2 separate regions of the Rattus norvegicus genome follow, and region 1 is linked to region 2. A link is a contact called in public Hi-C data. All regions are on one chromosome and are shown on one strand. Each heading gives the region's core, a stretch centred on a gene start, on an enhancer-like site or on the middle of the called end of the contact. The rest is flanking DNA. Distances are from core to core; before and after follow the strand shown.

What was found. Hi-C and Micro-C count contacts between places; a contact is called where the count stands out from the background.
Region 1: a contact with region 2 is called in a Hi-C map of liver, with 2.5 times the contacts expected there. The contact joins the promoter of Stx18 here to the enhancer-like site in region 2. A contact is called at or near these places in 5 of 12 Hi-C or Micro-C datasets (Schwann cells, frontal cortex, hepatocytes and 1 more).

What each region holds. Positions count from the first base shown.
Region 1 is chr14:76,972,437-76,975,136 of GRCr8, forward strand. Stx18 (syntaxin 18) reads right to left here and starts at 1,290. Exons shown (of 11, transcript NM_001012151.1): 1 at 1,109-1,290. The coding sequence starts at 1,276.
Region 2 is chr14:76,931,658-76,934,357 of GRCr8, forward strand. The region is part of intron 1 of Stx18 (syntaxin 18); the gene reads right to left. Among named protein-coding and RNA genes, the nearest start is that of Stx18, 41 kb to the right of the region's middle. Within about 2 kb of position 1,279, at least 9 of the 93 cell types and tissues checked have an H3K27ac peak or open chromatin away from gene starts, as enhancers often do. A contact at or near this core is called in liver, where this site is marked.

The DNA of each region.
Region 1 (2,700 bases), core at 40-2,539, 41 kb after region 2:
CTAGCCTGGTCTACATGGAAAGACCCTGTCTCAAAAAGAGAAGTATCAAGCAATGGATTATGTGCCAAGCAGAGGTGAGCTTACTGGAAAACTAATTATACTTAAAGTTTAGGTTCCCTTGACTTGTACCTTTCAATGCTTTGGACCACTCTGTGTGTGTGTGTGTGTGTGTGTGTGTGTGTGTGTGTGTGTGTGTGTCTTTAAAAGAACAGACTGTATATGCCTCCTGGTGCAACAAAAATAACATTTACCCTTAGTGTCAAAGATACAAAGGGATATAATGCAAACAATCTCCTTTTGCAAACAATCTCCTTTTGCAAACAATCTCCTTTTCCCTGTTTAGTGGAAACAATATCTATTCATTTGTTTATCCATCCATCCATCCATCCATCCATCCATCCAAGGAATATTTACTAAGCAATGTTTTCAGTCACACATATAGAAATAATGTCAACATGTTCCTACCCTTATGGAGAAGGTTCCTATGTTGGGGGACACAAAAGCCGGTTGTGTCCAGAGAACAGAAAGCAGTTTAGAGGACAGTTACAACACTAGGTGTTGCTTAAGTGTTGCAGTTCTGAAGGAAAAAGCTTTTACCCTACACTGGTGATATCCTAAACCAGTTTCTGGAGGTACTGAGTTCTACCTATTCCTGGAGGCAAGGACAAAGGAGAGTTCTGCTGAGCGTAGATTTTTATTAAACCCTATGCACAAGAGGAGGTCCAAACACACACATGAAAGGGCAAGCGGAGAGAGTGGTGAGTTTTAATACAGGAAGCGTAAGACTGTGGGAACTCTTCCAAGGCACTCAAATCAGCAGCCACGGCGAACTCACTGCCTCTAAAAGTTAGCCTGAGTTCAAGGACATCCAAGAGCCTCTTCAAAACTTGCTTCCTTCAGTGCCCAGATATGCGTCCCTCTTCGTGAGAATAAACCTGTCGCCACCCCGAGCCAGCTGTTGGCTTCGTGAGACCGACTCTTCTGTCTTGCTAGAGACTCCCTCACTTCACCAAGAGCTAACGAGGCAGGGCCCAGTTAGGGGTGCAGGGTCCGCGGTTGCAGATCCGCCCCTGACTCCCACCAGTCGTTCCCATAGCAACCAGCTTACCACTTCACGGGCCCGGCTGGAGAAGTCTCCCTTGGGCCGAGGGCTTCTGCGGAACAGCTCGTCTCGGCTGCCATCGGCTCCACCACCCACGGCCACTCCAAGAGCCTTATTCCGCGTCTTCACTGTCTTGACGCTAGCCCTGAAGAGCAGTGTGATGTCCACCGCCATAGCGACCCGCGCCGCGGCCCGAAGCCGGTCGGCACACGTCAGCAGCAAGCGACCCCAGCAAGAGCTCGGTCGCTGAGGGACGTTCCGATTTCGCTTCCGCCTGGGAACTGTGAGCAGAAAAGGAAGGTTCCGCTCTCAGCCCGTGTACTGCGTCGAGTAGAGAAAGGTTCCGGCCTCGGCCCAGCGCAGGGAATCTCCGTTCCAGACAGCTACCCGCAGTGCATCAGCACCTCTTTCTCCTCACTGCAAACTTCAGCGGGGTCAGACGCTTGGAAGTTTCACAGGGTTTCTAAAACTGGGCTTCAGGAACGGAAGCATCAGGAAACTAGAAAGATCGCTCACGTATGATTCTTTAGAAGACAGGCGTGAGGTTTGGTTGACAGGTGGGGAGTGTTAACACCTTTGACCTATGTCGTCTAGGGATCCACTTAAGAAGCAATGAACTATGACCGTCTGGGTGCTTGTACTAGGAAAGGGTAAGTGTATAGAGGTAGAGTCCAGAGGGCTCTCTTCTTAAACCTTCAGCCAGTTCGGTAAAGTGAAGCTAGCACCTTCCTAGAATGCACAGAAAATTAAACAGAATGCGCATTCTCATGTTGTTTAACTCTTACTACGCAGCCCGTAAATGCTGCAGTTGATGATAATATTATTGTCCTCAGTCTTTTTTACTTATGGTGTAGAAGAGGCTTAGAGCAGAGATCCCTGAGCGGGGGGATATGGAGAGCAGGAAGTTATGAGAGCCAGAGAAAAGTGAAGCATACTGAGCTTGATGATAACTGTGTTATGTTCCTCCTAAATAAGTAGTTTTGAAAAGCGCTCTCTTGAGTCATAGTTATTATAGAGAAAGGAGGAAATTGAAAAGAAGAGAGTTACTTAACTTGACTAAAGTCAGCTAATAAAATTTTTCTGGACGCTTTGTTCATGGTTTATTTTATTTTGTGTACACCTTTAATTAAAAATACAATTATGCCACTTTCTCTCCTTCCCTTTTCTCTCTCCAGCCTCCAATCCTCTCCCTCTGATTTCTTCCATGTCTCCCAACTCAGTCTCAAATTTATAGCCTCTTCTTCCTTAATTGTAATTGTTGCATATATATGTAAGTATCCATGGCTATGCAAGCACAATCTGCTGAAACTGTTTATGTGTGTATGATTTCAGGGATTATCATTTCGTATTGGACAACCAATTAGAGGGATAGGCTAACTCTTCCTCTCTCAGCAGCCATAGTTGCCTGGAGTTTTCTTGTCCAGGAGTGTGACCCCCATGGTTTAGTCTTATTTCAGTATCAACTTTTCTGGATTTTGTTTTCCTTATAAAAGGAAGCACACTATGATGTGTGCTAAAATTGGGTTTTTAGCTGTCATGGAGATGAAAAGCGAGTTTTGTAATAATTCCAGGCTCATATTGGCCTTTACATCTGTGTG
Region 2 (2,700 bases), core at 29-2,528:
TCAGTACTCACTCAACTGCATTTTCTTGTCTCTTTAAAAAAGAAAAAAGAAAAAAAGAGGGTCCGGCATTTCTTTCCCCCATTCTGCTGTGAAAATATAAATGGAAGCTAATGCAAAGCATTCCTGGCCCAGGATCGTCTTGCACAGAACATCTAGTCTTTAGCATAAACACTGTGTAAGACATATGTTGCTTTCTTAATGAAATGGGGGTGTTTTATTATATATGGCCCAGCTAACATTTTGGTAAACAAAAACAGCAAAAGAAAAACCACAACATCACATGGGAAAGAAGGGAAAGATTAGCTTTATTTATTAAAAAGTGGAAAATGTTTTTGCAGTCTTTCTACCAAATATTTCATAGAGTGCTTATTAAAATAGAACACACCTCTAAGCTGAACCGTTTATTAGCTCCCACTATGCACTGAAAGAGAAAGAACGCCTTGGAAGAGTAATGTGCCAGCAGTGTTGGTGCCCATAGCATGGGCCTTTTGTGAACGATACTTAGAATAGGCTAATTCGGAGTCACAGACACAAACCCAGAGCTCCCACATAACTCTACACACGGATGACTTCTTTCGCAGGAGACTGAAGGCATCCACACAGTAGAAAAAATTAAAAGTAACAAAATTATTTCCTAACTGAACTGACATATTTTAAAGTCTGTACAATTAACAAAATGTTTTTTAATAATTAAAAAAAGCCTTCTAACAAAAGACTGGTTTTGAAGTGTGTCACACCCTAGTTCCCTAGTCATGAATCCTAGTTCATTTTTTAAAATGAGGTCTATTTCCTGTAATTTTAGATATTTTAGAGTACAATTATTTTACATTTTTATGATGCCTTTGGGGTATCATTACAAATATTTTTATGTGTTTAAACTTAGGAAAGTAAAATTAAGTAATAGCTTCTCTTAAAGGGAGCTGTCAACTCTCTCCTGAACACAAATCTTTGTTTTAAAGCAATCTAGAGATTTATATCCCTAGTAACCATAGAAATTAGTCTTAAGCTTTTAGAAAAAAATTGCAGAAAATGCTCTTTATTTAATTAAAATCAGAGCTCTGCTCTTAGAAATAAGGACCTTCTTTTGAACAGAAAGAATTTTCCACAGAGCAAAACTGTTTTAACTTGAGGCAGCACTCTGTAATAAATTAATCAAACACATTTCATTAACTCTTGAACTTGTGTGCACCATGAGTCAAACTGTGTTGGAAGGCTCTGCCAGGGACCAGGACGGGACCATGGCTACAGAAGAGAAAGTGAAACACTAACGTCCAAAAAGCACTTGTGAGTAAGACAGCAGGAACATGGAAAGTAAGAAGTAACTCAACCCTAACTCAGCACTGACAGTATGGGGGTGAAGGGGAGGGAATCCCTCCTGGCGGAAGTCACTTTGTTTCTCTTGGGAAAACACCATTCACTTTTTCTTAACACAGGCTGTGTCACCAGTCAACTTTCACTCTGCCATTTCTATTTCACACATAGGACAATGAGAAATGCTGTGGACTCTTCGGTCACCTGAGAGTAAGACAAGCTGGTCATTGACTGGGAAGCCAGAGGATGGCTGGGGCAATCTCCAGGCTCCTCTGGAAGTCTCTTCCCTAGTGGGCGAGTGGGCGAAGGAATGTATGCTTGAGGGTGGGAAACAGACTCCTCAGGCAGTCAGCAATCCTAGGGCTTATGAAATTCAGATGCAGAGGGAGTACGTATACTACTAAATTTGATTAGCTTTTATGAGATTTAAAATTTGTACTTTCAAGTTTTTCTCTGTATGATGCATAATTTTGAAAAGTCAGCCACATTCTGATTCTCATTACTACTTTTAAACTTGCCATTTGGAAACAAAGATATTGCTGATCGTGTCATAAATTACACATTAAATATATGGGATGTGGCCACACAGTAGAGTATAAACAGCAGAACCTACAGGCTACAAGTTGAGCTTTTCCATCACCAAAATGGATGAAGCCAGAAAGGTGCTTCTTTAAGTCGTGAACTACTAAGAGAGCTTAACACTCATTCGTTCTGTAAGCAGCCTCGCTGCGGGTAGAGTGTACTTGCTTCCCACTCCACTTCACATCCTGCAAGGGGAAACTTCAACAAAGATTAAGAAAGTCTACTATGTGACTCTAATGAATTGGTCTGTACGACAAGAGACGGAATACCCTGAGGCATTTTAAATACTAAAAGCAGGCAGTCCCCCTGGGATTCAGCCAACACCACAGCGTGTTTACCTCTGCTGTGCTAAAGTTAATCCTCAGTGGTAGTAAAAAAAGAAAGGACCTTTTTAACTGGACTGGGGAGACAGCAGTGAGGTTCTCGGAAGGGCTGCTTCCTCCTGTCCACTTCTCACTGTGTGTCAATGAGATTTCACTATCCACTCAAACTGTAATAGTTACAAATGGTAGTAGTGTAAAAAATCTATTATAAAGTGTTGATAAGAATAGCGCTTCTAGGGGCTGGGGATTTAGCTCAGTGGTAGAGCGCTTACCTAGGAAGCGCAAGGCCCTGGGTTCGGTCCCCAGCTCCGAAAAAAAGAACCAAAAAAAAAAAAAAAAAAGAACCAAAAAAAAAAAAAAAAGAATAGCGCTTCTAACTATCTAGAAATCACGTCTAAGGATAATATACATTCTAGTTTCCAGTATAAGTTCAGTACAGCTCAGTGCCGGTGTTGTGGCAGCAGGGCTGTCACCAATCAATTTG